Linked DNA regions of Sus scrofa: all the other regions are linked to region 4. A link is a contact called in public HiChIP or PLAC-seq and promoter capture Hi-C data. All regions are on one chromosome and are shown on one strand. The core of a region is the stretch at or near the end of the contact, and the rest is flanking DNA. Distances in the headings are between cores, read along the strand shown. Region 1 holds the start of SKA3 (spindle and kinetochore-associated protein 3). Region 2 holds the start of XPO4 (exportin-4). Region 3 holds the start of ZDHHC20 (probable palmitoyltransferase ZDHHC20). Region 4 holds the start of CRYL1 (crystallin lambda 1).

The links. Promoter capture Hi-C pulls out the DNA fragments that hold promoters and counts their contacts. HiChIP or PLAC-seq counts read pairs in DNA pulled down with a chosen protein or histone mark.
Region 1: an H3K27ac HiChIP or PLAC-seq map of alveolar macrophages shows a contact between it and region 4. The contact joins the promoter of SKA3 here to the promoter of CRYL1 in region 4. A contact is called at or near these places in 2 of 5 promoter capture datasets (fetal liver and fetal skeletal muscle) and 1 of 2 datasets of contacts at active chromatin or transcription factors (alveolar macrophages).
Region 2: an H3K27ac HiChIP or PLAC-seq map of alveolar macrophages shows a contact between it and region 4. The contact joins the promoter of XPO4 here to the promoter of CRYL1 in region 4. A contact is called at or near these places in 4 of 47 Hi-C or Micro-C datasets (fetal heart ventricle, fetal liver, heart right ventricle and 1 more) and 2 of 2 datasets of contacts at active chromatin or transcription factors (alveolar macrophages and skeletal muscle).
Region 3: a promoter capture Hi-C map of fetal liver shows a contact between it and region 4, with 6 times the contacts expected there. The contact joins the promoter of ZDHHC20 here to the promoter of CRYL1 in region 4. A contact is called at or near these places in 1 of 5 promoter capture datasets (fetal liver), 16 of 47 Hi-C or Micro-C datasets (alveolar macrophages, blood, brain and 9 more) and 2 of 2 datasets of contacts at active chromatin or transcription factors (alveolar macrophages and skeletal muscle).

What each region holds. Positions count from the first base shown.
Region 1 is chr11:1,319,672-1,322,399 of Sscrofa11.1, reverse strand. It overlaps SKA3 (spindle and kinetochore-associated protein 3), which reads left to right and starts at 1,268. Exons shown (of 9, transcript XM_021065445.1): 1 at 1,268-1,559. The coding sequence starts at 1,445. MRPL57 (ribosomal protein 63, mitochondrial) reads right to left here and starts at 1,554. Exons shown (of 2, transcript XM_021065451.1): 1 at 1,263-1,554; 2 at 571-1,154. The coding sequence starts at 1,149. The coding sequence ends at 841.
Region 2 is chr11:1,206,821-1,209,520 of Sscrofa11.1, reverse strand. XPO4 (exportin-4) reads left to right here and starts at 1,433. Exons shown (of 21, transcript XR_002336598.1): 1 at 1,433-1,507.
Region 3 is chr11:1,404,589-1,407,288 of Sscrofa11.1, reverse strand. It overlaps ZDHHC20 (probable palmitoyltransferase ZDHHC20), which reads left to right and starts at 1,430. Exons shown (of 12, transcript XM_021065450.1): 1 at 1,430-1,678. The coding sequence starts at 1,561.
Region 4 is chr11:923,762-926,461 of Sscrofa11.1, reverse strand. CRYL1 (crystallin lambda 1) reads left to right here and starts at 1,297. Exons shown (of 8, transcript NM_213881.1): 1 at 1,297-1,378. The coding sequence starts at 1,329.

The DNA of each region.
Region 1 (2,728 bases), core at 19-2,518, 400 kb before region 4:
GTTTTCCATGAGAAGTTTTGTAAGTTTTAGGTTTTATATTTAGTCCATGATGTTTTGAGCTAATTTTGGTATATGACGTGAGATGTAGATCAGTTAAAATTTTTGCATATGAATACTCATTTGTTCCAGCACCATGTGTTGAAAAAGATACTTTCTCCACTGAGTTACCTATGTTTCTGTTGAAAATTTTTCGTTGTTGAAAATTAACATAGTGTACTATGTGTGTGGGTGGGTCTGTTTAAAAACTCTCCAGTGTATTCCACTGATACACCTATTTTTATGGCAACACCACTCATGTGATACTTTAGCATAACTCTTGAAATTTACAATTGTTTTGGCAATTCTAGGTCCTTTGAATTTTTTTTTTCTTCTTCTTAGATCCACACCCACAGCATATGAAGTTCTCAGGCTAGGGGTCAAATCAGAGCCACGGCTGCCAGTCTACACCACAGCCACCGCCACCGCAGGTTGCAGCAACACGGGATCCATAACGTAGTGAGTGAGGCTAGGGGCTGAACCCGAATCCTCATGGAGCTAGTTAGGTTCTTAACCAACTGAGCCACAACGGGAACTCTTTGACTATTTTTATTACATTCAGAAGAAGGCTGGCTGAAAGACGGGAACATCTTCAACTGGAGAACTGATTAACTGTATCCCAACTCTTCTTTTTAAACACCTTTTCATTTTAACGTCCGCTTTGACCAGCGCATCTCAGAAGAAAAGGCCGCTCTTAGGAGTAGGTTTGACTGCAAAGGCGCCCTTCCGCGTCCCCGCGGGGCAGGGGCGCCGACGGGCGGGGGCTCCGCGCCGCAGCGGGACTCGCCGCCGGCCGGCCTGGCGTCACGACCACTTCCGGGTCACGAGCAGGTGGCCGAGCTGCTCCTCCAGCCGCCGGTGCGCGGGGAAGCGCGCCGCCTGCGCCGCCTTGAGGGCCTGGAAGGCGGCCGCCCTGCGCACCGCGGCGTGGCCGCGCTCCTGCTCGGCCGTGAGGAAGGGCCGGCTCAGCCAGTACTGGTTCTCCGCCTCGGTCTCCAGGCGGCGGATCATGTTCTGCTTCGCCTGAGCGGAGACGGGCCGCGGCCGCCGGTGCTTCCCGATCCACTGCCGGCCGGGGATGCGGTTACGGCGCAGGAGCGCGGTCAGGAACATGGTGCCTGCGGAGGGAACGGAAGCGGGGAGCTGGCGGCGCGCCGCCAAGGGAAGAGGGGCGCCCCGCCGCCGCCCAGAGCCCCAGTCCGAGCGCGACCGCGCTCCCCACTCACCAGCCGCGCGCCTCGGAGACGCCCTCCGCACAGGGGCCGGCACGACGCCGGAAGCCGGAAGCGCGCCGCCCGCTTCCTCGCGCGAATCCTCAGCTCTCGCGAGAGGAACCTCGCGCGACTCGCGGAGCCAGTGGCGCTTCGGAAGCTGGGATTCAAACGGGCGCGGGCGCTAAGGCCGAGCGATGGGGACGTCCGTGGACCTGATCCGAGGCTTCTGCGGAAAGCTGCGGTCTCTGGCCGTCACCCTGGACGGCGAGACGGCCCGGCTGCAGCGAGCGCTGGACGGAGAGGACAGCGGTGAGTGAGGCTGCGGGAGGAACCCTGTTGACTCGGAAGAGCGCTCTGCGGCGGAGGCTGCGGCGGCGGCGCGGGAGCGGCCGCGTCCTCCCCTCGGTTATCCGCGAGGCAGTCCAGCGCGCTTGCGCAGCCTCTGCCCCGCCCGGAACGCGGCGCTGTGTTTTGTGGAGACGAAAAAAGCAATGGCGCTTAGGAACCAAAGTCGGAATTGAGCAAGCAGGTTGGGCTGATGCTGCCCATGCTCATTTACACGTTGTTCGCTCTCAAGTCACTTAGGGTGTGTGCTTATCCACAGAAACAGAGGAGAGGACGAAATGTTTCTCTTGCAGCGGCTCTTCAGCATTGTTGTCTCGTCCAAATGGTCCACAGCTGCTGTGAATGTCAGTATTTTTCCCAACAAATCTTATTGCCAACCCGAACACTAGTACTCCATACGGCTTTTTAAAATATGAGTAAAGCAAAATTTTCCACCACTAACGTTGTATTAGAGACTTTTTTTTTTTTTTTGTCTTTTTGCCATTTTTTGGGCCGCTCCCGCGGCATATGGAGGTTCCCAGGTTAGGGGTCCAATCGGAGCTGTAGCCCCCGGCCTACGCCAGAGCCACAGCAACGCGGGATCCGAGCCGCGTCCGCGACCTACACCCCAGCTCACGGCAACGCTGGATCGCCAACCCAGTGAGCAAGGGCAGGGATCGAACCCGCAACCTCATGGTTCCTAGTTGGCGTCGTTAACCACTACGCCATGACGGGAACTCTCTGTATTAGAGACTTTTTAAAAAGTTGTTGCGAGAGTAGTTCACATTTTGGAGTTCCCGTCGTGGCGCAGTGGTTAACGAACCCGACTAGGAACCAGGAGGTTGTGGGTTCGGTCCCTGCCCTTGCTCAGTGGGTTAAGGATCCGGCGTGGTGTAGGTCGCAGACGCGGCTCGGATCCTGAGTTGCTGCGGCTCTGGCGTAGGCTGGTGGCTACAGCTGCAATTCGACCCCTAGCCTGGGAACCTCCACAGGCCGCGGGAGCGGCCCAAGAAATAGCAAAAAGACAAAAAAAAAAAAAAAAAAAAAGTGTAGTTCACATTTTGAGATTATTTTGTGTCATCATTGCCTTAAAATATTGCATCCTGTAAATATAGACTCCTTTTACTTTAATTATGAAGACTTTTCCAGCCATT
Region 2 (2,700 bases), core at 184-2,683, 280 kb before region 4:
CATTTGCGTCATATTTTAGCGTCCACATCCAAGTAATATATTTGTCTTTCTGACCTACTTCCCTTAGTATGATGGGCCTCTAGATTCATCTATGTTGTTGCAAAATGCCATTTCAGTTTTTTTTTTTTTGTGCCTGGTGGCATATGGAGTCTGCGTGGCCAGGTATCACATCTTAGCCGCAGTCTTGATCTAAGCCACAGCTGTAGCAACGCAGAATCCTTACTCCACTTTGGGATTTAACCTGCCTCCCAGCCTTCCAAGACGCCTCTGCCAACCCTGTTTGTGCCACAGCGGTAACTCCCTCATATCAGTCTCTGTCACAGAGCTTATTTACTTCAAGCACAGCTTCTAATGAACAGGTACTGCTTTCACACCAGAGAAAAGTCGAAAAATCATTAAATCCCAACCACCAGTCCTTAGTGAAATATTAGTGAATGTGTTCTATTTGTGAGTCACTAGGTTAACCGCACAACAGAGTAAAAAAGGCCCTTAACTGCACTCACTGTGACCTTGGTAATGAAATAAAAGGTACTTTATTTCTCAAACAATAAAAACCTTGTTAATTCACTTCCTCAAGCTCAAGCTGCAGAGATGCCAAGTTAAGAAACCCATTTTTCAGTGGAGCTAATAATACAGTTCTGTTGCAGTGACAAAAAACCAAAAAAACAAAACAAAAAACCCCCCTCCAAAACATGGCTTACTTTTAACTGGAAAAAGAAATTTCAACAGGACGCTTACAAACACTGAAGTAAAGTTTGACTTTCTGTGTGGCCCCAAGAAGCAGAACGGCCCCCAAAAGTTTACGGTACAGTAGAAGCTTAGAGCAAGTAGATGTCAACTCGGAACAAAACACGCTCCTCGTCCAAACAAGGTTCCTAACGGTTAAAGCTGGTTTGAACTCGGCAGCAGCTGCTCTCAGGTCCAGGGGGAGGGAAAGGGGCTCTGCGATCCGCGGACGGACCTTTCCGCCGGAGTCCACACCTGACATCACTCTGCCGAGGTCCTCGCACAACAAACGCGAGTAGCGCGTTCTCCGAACGCAGGCCTCCAGGCCGGGTTCCTGCCGGTTCGCTGCCGGCGGGGCGGCCCGGAAAGGGAACCGCGGGCACGGGATGCGCTTCCCGGGGGGGCTCGGAGACGAACCCGGCCGCGGGCCCTGCAGGCCGCTTTCCCCGTCGGGAACGCGGCCGCGGCGCAGAGGACACGGAGGGGTCGGAAGCGCCGTCGGGAGAGGCGGCGGGAAGCGCGCCGGGTCGGGCTGGTGCCGGGGAAGCAAGCTCCCGCCGGCCACCCTGACCCCGCGACCTCGCGACCCCGCGTCGACGTCGGCGGCGGCGACGGCTCCGGCGGGAGCGCGCGAGCCCGGGGCGCCGTGCGATTGGCCGGCCCGGCGCCCGCTCCCAGAATGCAGCGCATGGCGCGTCATTGAAGAGAGACCATGATGGCGGCGGCGCTGGGGCCCCCAGAAGTGATCGCTCAGCTGGAGAACGCGGCCAAAGTTCTGATGGTGAGTGGCCGCACCCCCGCGCCCCGCGCCCGCGGCCTCTGGCCACCCTGCCGCTCTCGGCCTTCTCACCCGCCGGGCTGGCGACTGGCCGGGGCCTCCCGGGAGCCTGGAGCTGGAGGAGGCGGCGGTGGCGTGGCGCAGGACTCTTGCCTCCGGCTGTGCGTCCGCCTCTGAGCCCCTTGCCGGACTGTCCCTTCTCCGGGTGTCCGGCGCCCCAGCCGCGCCGCGGAACGGGGGCACCGAAGGAAAGCGGGTTCCTGTGCCACTGCCCTCACCGTGCGGGGTCGAGGGGAGGCGGGAGCCGGGTCGGGGGCTTGTGCGCGCCGCTGGGGAGTCGGTGCAGGCGGCGAAGGGCTGTCCAGGCTCGGGTGCTATTAGCAGCTCCTGTTCCCCTTGTGCCTTCGGGTTCCTGAGGGCGTTCTCCGATCTGCAGCCGCGGCTGGGCAACCGCAGCCGGCCGCACGTGGAAGGACCGACAGGAAGGAGAGAGGAGAGTGTTAGGGACCAAGGTCATTGGGGCAAAACTGGGTTAACTATAGAGCTGCCTGTGGCTCGCGCATTGAGGAGAGTTGGATCTACGGGCCTCTTTGACTTTTTTCTTAAACTACAACACAAGGAACGACTTGGAGTGTAGGTTATTTCTTCAACAGTGCAGGTAAGGCTAAGTCAAAGGATAAAGCCTTCCACGCAGGGAGTAGAAGGAAGGATAAACTGTATTCACCTACTCAGTGAGCTCTGCATTTGCAGGGCCAGTTTTGTTTTTGTAAACCACGACTTTGGTGTTTGTAGATTTTTATTGGAAGTTAGAGGCTTATTTGATTACTTGAATTGAATCAGCCTTTCTAAGAATTGAATGCAGCCAGATTCCTTACTTTTTTGCATCTTCTTTCCCCCTTTGGGTTCCGGTGTTTGGATTATGTGTTCAAGCATCACATTTAAAAAGATTTGAACTAAATCTAGCATCGTTTGTAGTTCTGTTTATCAAGTTTGGTTTTCACGCACAACACCAGGTAGCTCATAAAACTGAGACGTCTTATCAAAAGCAGGATTTACTTGCTGCCTTATGGGCAGAGTAAATTGTTTTATCACAAACTTGACTAGATAACATTTTCAGATTCTTGCAACTTAAGTCTAGAAAAACTTAGCTACTCTTCTCCTTAATATGAGTTTTAAAAATCTCTGCCTTATACCAT
Region 3 (2,700 bases), core at 181-2,680, 480 kb before region 4:
ACAGCAAGGTGAGATCCAAGCCGTGTCTGTGACCTACACCACAGCTCAGGGCAACACCTGGATCCTTAACCCACTGATCAAGGCCAGGGATCCAACCCGCAACCTCATGGTTCCTAGTAGGATTCTTTTCCACTGAGCCACAATGGGAACTCCTGCCATATATTGTTTTTACGTTTTTGTGAGATTGCTTCATAAAATTAATTTCAGTGAATTCAAGTCCTTATTGTTTTTATTGGCATCCTTTCTCAGTATTAGATTCCACTGTGTTTTGGAATTGTGGTTTAATTCTAAATTTGTGAGTTTGTGGGTTTTTTCCTTCTTCGTTCTTTCCATATTCACAGCTACATGACTTCCGGAAATGGAAACCTCGCCTGAAGTCTTCCCACCTACCTCTAGTGGCCTTTTTTCTCCCCTGGCTCTCAGCTGACAACCAGAACTTTTAAAAGGGCATTTTGAAGTTCCTGGCTGGCAGTAAAAATGGGGATTATGCAGCTCGAGGCCTCAGGCTGCCAGCATTGCTCCAGTACCAGGGTGGAGACCTGCCCCATGGTCTCCAGTCTCTGTTAAAAGCCACCATCCTGAAGGAAGAAAGGTTCTCATACTGCAGTGGGGAAGCATTTGGGCTTACTCATGATTTGGCCAGTTAACACATGATTTGGCACTGGAGCAGCCTGTTTTATGGCCTGTCATACATGTTGTCCACTGTGGTTTGCATGCTTTAACATGAAAGCATTATCCAGAGGCGGAGAATGTCCACTCCGCAGGTAGGGTAAATGCCTCCCCTTCCTGGGACACCAACACCAACACTTCAGCCGAGATAAGGCCCGTTCCAGATGCGGTCACGGACGCAATGTGTGCAGGCAATCTGTCGCTTCTGGAATCCGGAAAGGATACTTGTAGGTTCCTCCATGATTCCAGGCATTATTTATAAATGATTTTCTAGTTTAAACGAATTCTGGAAATTTCAGCCGTCTTGGGGGGGGTGGTTAGGGAGAGGGTTGTTGCCCCATCGCAATTCAATCCCAAATGTGGGTTTCACATCACATTGGCTAAAGGCTTCCATCTTCGAAAACGGAGGGGTTCCGCCCGAATCGCGAGCAAACGATTTCAAAGCGCGGGAGTCCTAATCGGAGAGGTACGTGCAAATCCCAGGGTTTGCAGCCCGCGCGGCTCGCGGGTCCCCGCCGGGAGCCTCCAAGCCTGAACCTCTGTTCACCCGGGCCTCGCCGGACCCCGCGGGCCGCCAGGAGGCGGTGCGCACCACGCCTGCGCGCCCCCTCCGCCCACTTCCGCCGTCCTCTGCCCCGCCTCTTCCGCTGCGGACTCCCGCCCGCGCGGCCCCGCCTCCAGGCCGCGGCGCAGACGCACTGCGGGACTGGGGCGGGGCCGGGCGCGACGCGGCGAGGGGAGGGGTCGCGGCGGGGACGGGGGCGGGGCGCCGAGCAGGGCGCCGAGCCTCCGGGAGCGTCCAAGTCGCCGCCGCCACAGCCGCCGCCGCCGCCGGGGGCTTGGCGCGCCCCGCCACCCCGGGCCGCTGGGTGCCGCGGCCGCCGGCGGAACATGGCGCCCTGTACGCTGTGGCGCTGCTGCCAGCGCAGCGTGGGCTGGGTGCCGGTGCTCTTCATCACCTTCGTGGTCGTGTGGTCCTACTACGCGTACGTGGTGGAGCTCTGCGTGTGTGAGTACCCGGCGGGGCCCCGGAGTCGCCCCGGGCGTCGGCCCCGCAGGCGCGCGCGGTGGGCAGGGCGCTCTCAGCGTCCGCCGGGCCGTGTCCGCCCGAGCCGGGCGCAGCCGCTTGCGACCCGTTTGTTCCGGGAGGCGGCGGGCCTGAGCGGCGGCAGCCGCGGCTCCTCCGCGCCTCCTTCCTGGAAGCCCATCGGGTCCCGGGACCCCGCGGGGACCAGTGTGGGCGACACCGAGGGCAGTTCTCTGGAGGGAGGGGACGCTTGGGGAGACGCGCGCCGTCGGGGCGGAGGACGCGCCTACGCGGAAGCGCCGCGCGGGGACCCCCGTCCCGGGCCCGCGTTGGCGCAGCCCCCGGCGGGCGCTCCACGTGGAAGGGAATGCTCTGCTCAGGTTTGAGGGGACGTTTTCAGACGAAAAATTTTAAGAACATTGTTTCGAACCTATGGAACATTTAATTTCGAAGAAAGCTGTCCCTGCCAGAAGAAGTTAGTTGCGGAACACGTTTTCAAGTCAAGATGGGGCGGTAGTCTGTTGAAGATTGTTTACTTTCCTCCGTTTTGATACCAAAACATGTGTCAGGAATGTTTGAATCAGTTGAAGCTGGCTAGACTTAGGTGTTTCTTAGTTTCTTACAGCTGCTTCCAGAGATGCTCAGAGGAAGGTCCTCAGCTTGTGATGATACTTATTTACTCTGAAGTGAGAGCATTTATTCCCAGTTGTGCCAGTCCTATTTAATTCTGTCCGGTTATTGTACCCTCCCTCTCCCAAGTCCTTAATGGTTTCGAAGCAAAGCCTCTGCAGGAACACTGCAGGGTGCACGTAGGTTGAAGTCGCACGTTTAACCTATAGATGGTCGTCAGAAGTATCAAAAGGAGACATCGAATCGGATGGGAAAGGAACGTGAATGCGCTGGTGGGGATGGAGGGAGCATCTGTCTTTCTCACGTCTCTGAGCAGATGTAGGAAATGAGTGTGACTAGGTCACACGGTTGTTGAGTGGCTACGGAACGTGACT
Region 4 (2,700 bases), core at 48-2,547:
AACAAAGCAGACACAAATGACTCACTTGTGAGTGAACTAAATTCTCATGTCCTTCAGCTAAATACCTCAGCATAGGTCGTCCCGTATCTGCTCAGCAGAAGTGAATCTGACTAGCATCCCTGAGGACTCGGGTTCGATCCCTGGCCTCGCTCAGTAGCTTAAGGATCTGACGTTGCTGAGCTGTGGGGTAGGTCGCAGATGCGGCTCGGATCTGGCGTTGCTGTGGCTTCGGTGTAGGCCAGTGGCCTGGGAACCTCCATATGCCGCGGTGCAGCCCTAAAAAGAGAAAAATAAATAAATACATAAATGCCTCCGAATAAAAATTCTGGTATTTTGTGCAAGGTGACAGAAATACTGTAGAGGAGTATACAAGTGTGTCTCTACATGCAGGTGCGTACAGACACTCCGTTACCCGACTCTGTAAGACACCCCTTTTCTGCTCCCGACCGGGGAAGACAGGAGGGGCTCCGTTTGCCACCCGAGTTGCCGCTCAAGCGCTGCCTAAGGGCCTTGACCCGGAGGACCGGCGTTTCCCTGCTTGTGCGCTGCGGACACGCTGTCACGGGACGTGTGATGTGGCACGGTGACATTTCCTTCTTCGGGGACAGAAGCAGCTCAGGGCCCCGGAGCAGGAAGCACAGCTCCGCGCTGCGGCCCTCCCTGCGGCGGCCCCACAGCCCTCGGCTGGCAGACCGCCCACCCGCGCTTCCTCTGCGGCCCCAAGGCTCCTGGGCCGCGGCCTCACCCTCGGAGAGAGGCAGGTCTTCCCAGAACTGAATGATGAACTGAACTCAGCAGGGTCGGTCCTCGGCTTACGCCTGCGCTGGTCGTGTGGACGGAAGTGGTGCTAAACTCTTCAAACGGGAAGGAAACCCGAGTGATAATTTTGGAGGGTCTTTGAGGGGTCGCGCCTGGTCCTGGCCTGCAGGTGGCCCCTCCCGGTGCAATGACTCTAGGGGCGCGGGGTGGTGGTGGGGGAGTCAAGCAAAGCAAAGCGAATTCCTGGAGCGCGCAGCGGCCGGAGCACGTGGTCCGCCCCCCCCCCCCGTGCGCGCTCCAGGGCGAGCGGAGGGGGACGTTCCGCGCGCGCCCGATGGGCCAGGCCGCTCCCCGCGCCCCCCTCCGTCGCCGCCCCGAGTACAAGGCGCGCCCCCGCCGCCCGGCCCGGGGCCCCTGCGCGCGCGCGCGCGGGGCGTGGAGAGGTGGAGGCTCCGCCCGCGCCCCACCCACGGGCCAGGCCCCGCCGAGCCCTGTCGCCCTTCGGCGCGGGCGGAGCCAGTGCCCGGGTGGCGCGCGCGGCAGCTGTTGGCTCTGGCACGGTGCGGGCCATGGCGTCGTCAGCGTCCTCGACGGCCGACGGGGTGGCGGTGGTGGGCAGGTAAGGGGTCGAGCCTGCGCGCCCGCGAGGGAGGCGGGTGGCCCGGTCGCCACCTGCGCGGGCCGGGGCGCACGGCGAGGCGCGGCGAGTTGGCTCCCGGTACAGCCAGGCTGCGTGCGATGCGGTGGCAGGCGGAGCAGGGACGGTGTCGGTGGGCACTGCGAGTGGGTGAGGGGCTATCGGGCCCCGGGGCCGCACCCGCGTGTTCTCGTCGGAGGGATGGGCGCCCGGGGGCTCGGCGGGAGGGTCACGTGCGGCGGGTGCAGTTTGCCGCCCTGAGATCGGATTGCGAGGTGGGAATGCGCGCCTGGGGGTGGCGACGGCGTCGGATCCGGGGGGGGGGGGTCCCTGTTTGCCGCAGCGTGTGTGTCAGGTTGGCAGTCTAACTTCCGTCCACGGTTTTCTGGTTTGCTCCCATCCTTTTCTTTTTTTTTCTTTTTTTGCCTTTTTCTGAACTTTCATATGGAAGTTCCCAGGCTAGGGGTCCAATCGGAGCTGTAGCCGCCGGCCTACTCCAGAGCCACAGCAACTCGGGATCCGAGCCGCGTCTGCAACCTACACCACAGCTCAGGGCAACGCCGGATCCTTAACCCACTGAGCAAGGCCAGGCATCCAACCGGCAACCTCGTGGTTCCTAGTCGGATTCGTTAATCACTGCGCCACGACGGAACCTCCCCCATCCCTCTTTTAAAACTCCTGCTATTTTCATTTTAAAAACAAGAAAAGAAAGGCGTTTCTGTGCCCCTTCCCGTTGGCAGGCAATGACAGCAATCCGCCCGCTTTTCCACGCTTGCTCTTGATCCTTAGACGCTCCTTCCGGGAGGCTCCAGGTCTGTCGGGCTCCGCTGCCGAGGTCCTGCCTGCCTGGCCCTGGTCACAGCAGGTCCTGAGAACACATCCTTGTCTGGGTCTCTCCTCAGAGCCCATGTATGCAGGGTGCGTGTGCTCTGGGTCAGCATTTACTCGGACAGGGCAATTGTGTGTGTCTGTGTCCCCTCCAGGCACGTGGGTGGGTGGCTGCCTAGCGAAGGAATATAAACAGGTGCACTTTGTGCTGGGTGTGGGCGCCATGCTTGCCTTGCACCTTTTGTCCCGGGGTCAAGTGTCTATCAGCTAGGCCTCGGAATGGTGGCCTGCCAGCTCCCCACAAAGGCTTAGTGACGTTTGGAGCCGACAGTACAGGTGCCCCTCGAGCCACTCGCGGGTCCATTCGCATTGGAAAATCCAGTATAACTTACAGTCGGCCCTCCGTACCCGTGGTTCCTCAGCATCAGCGGTAACTAAGCCTCAGATCCAGGTGCGTCCTGTAGTGTTTACCATCT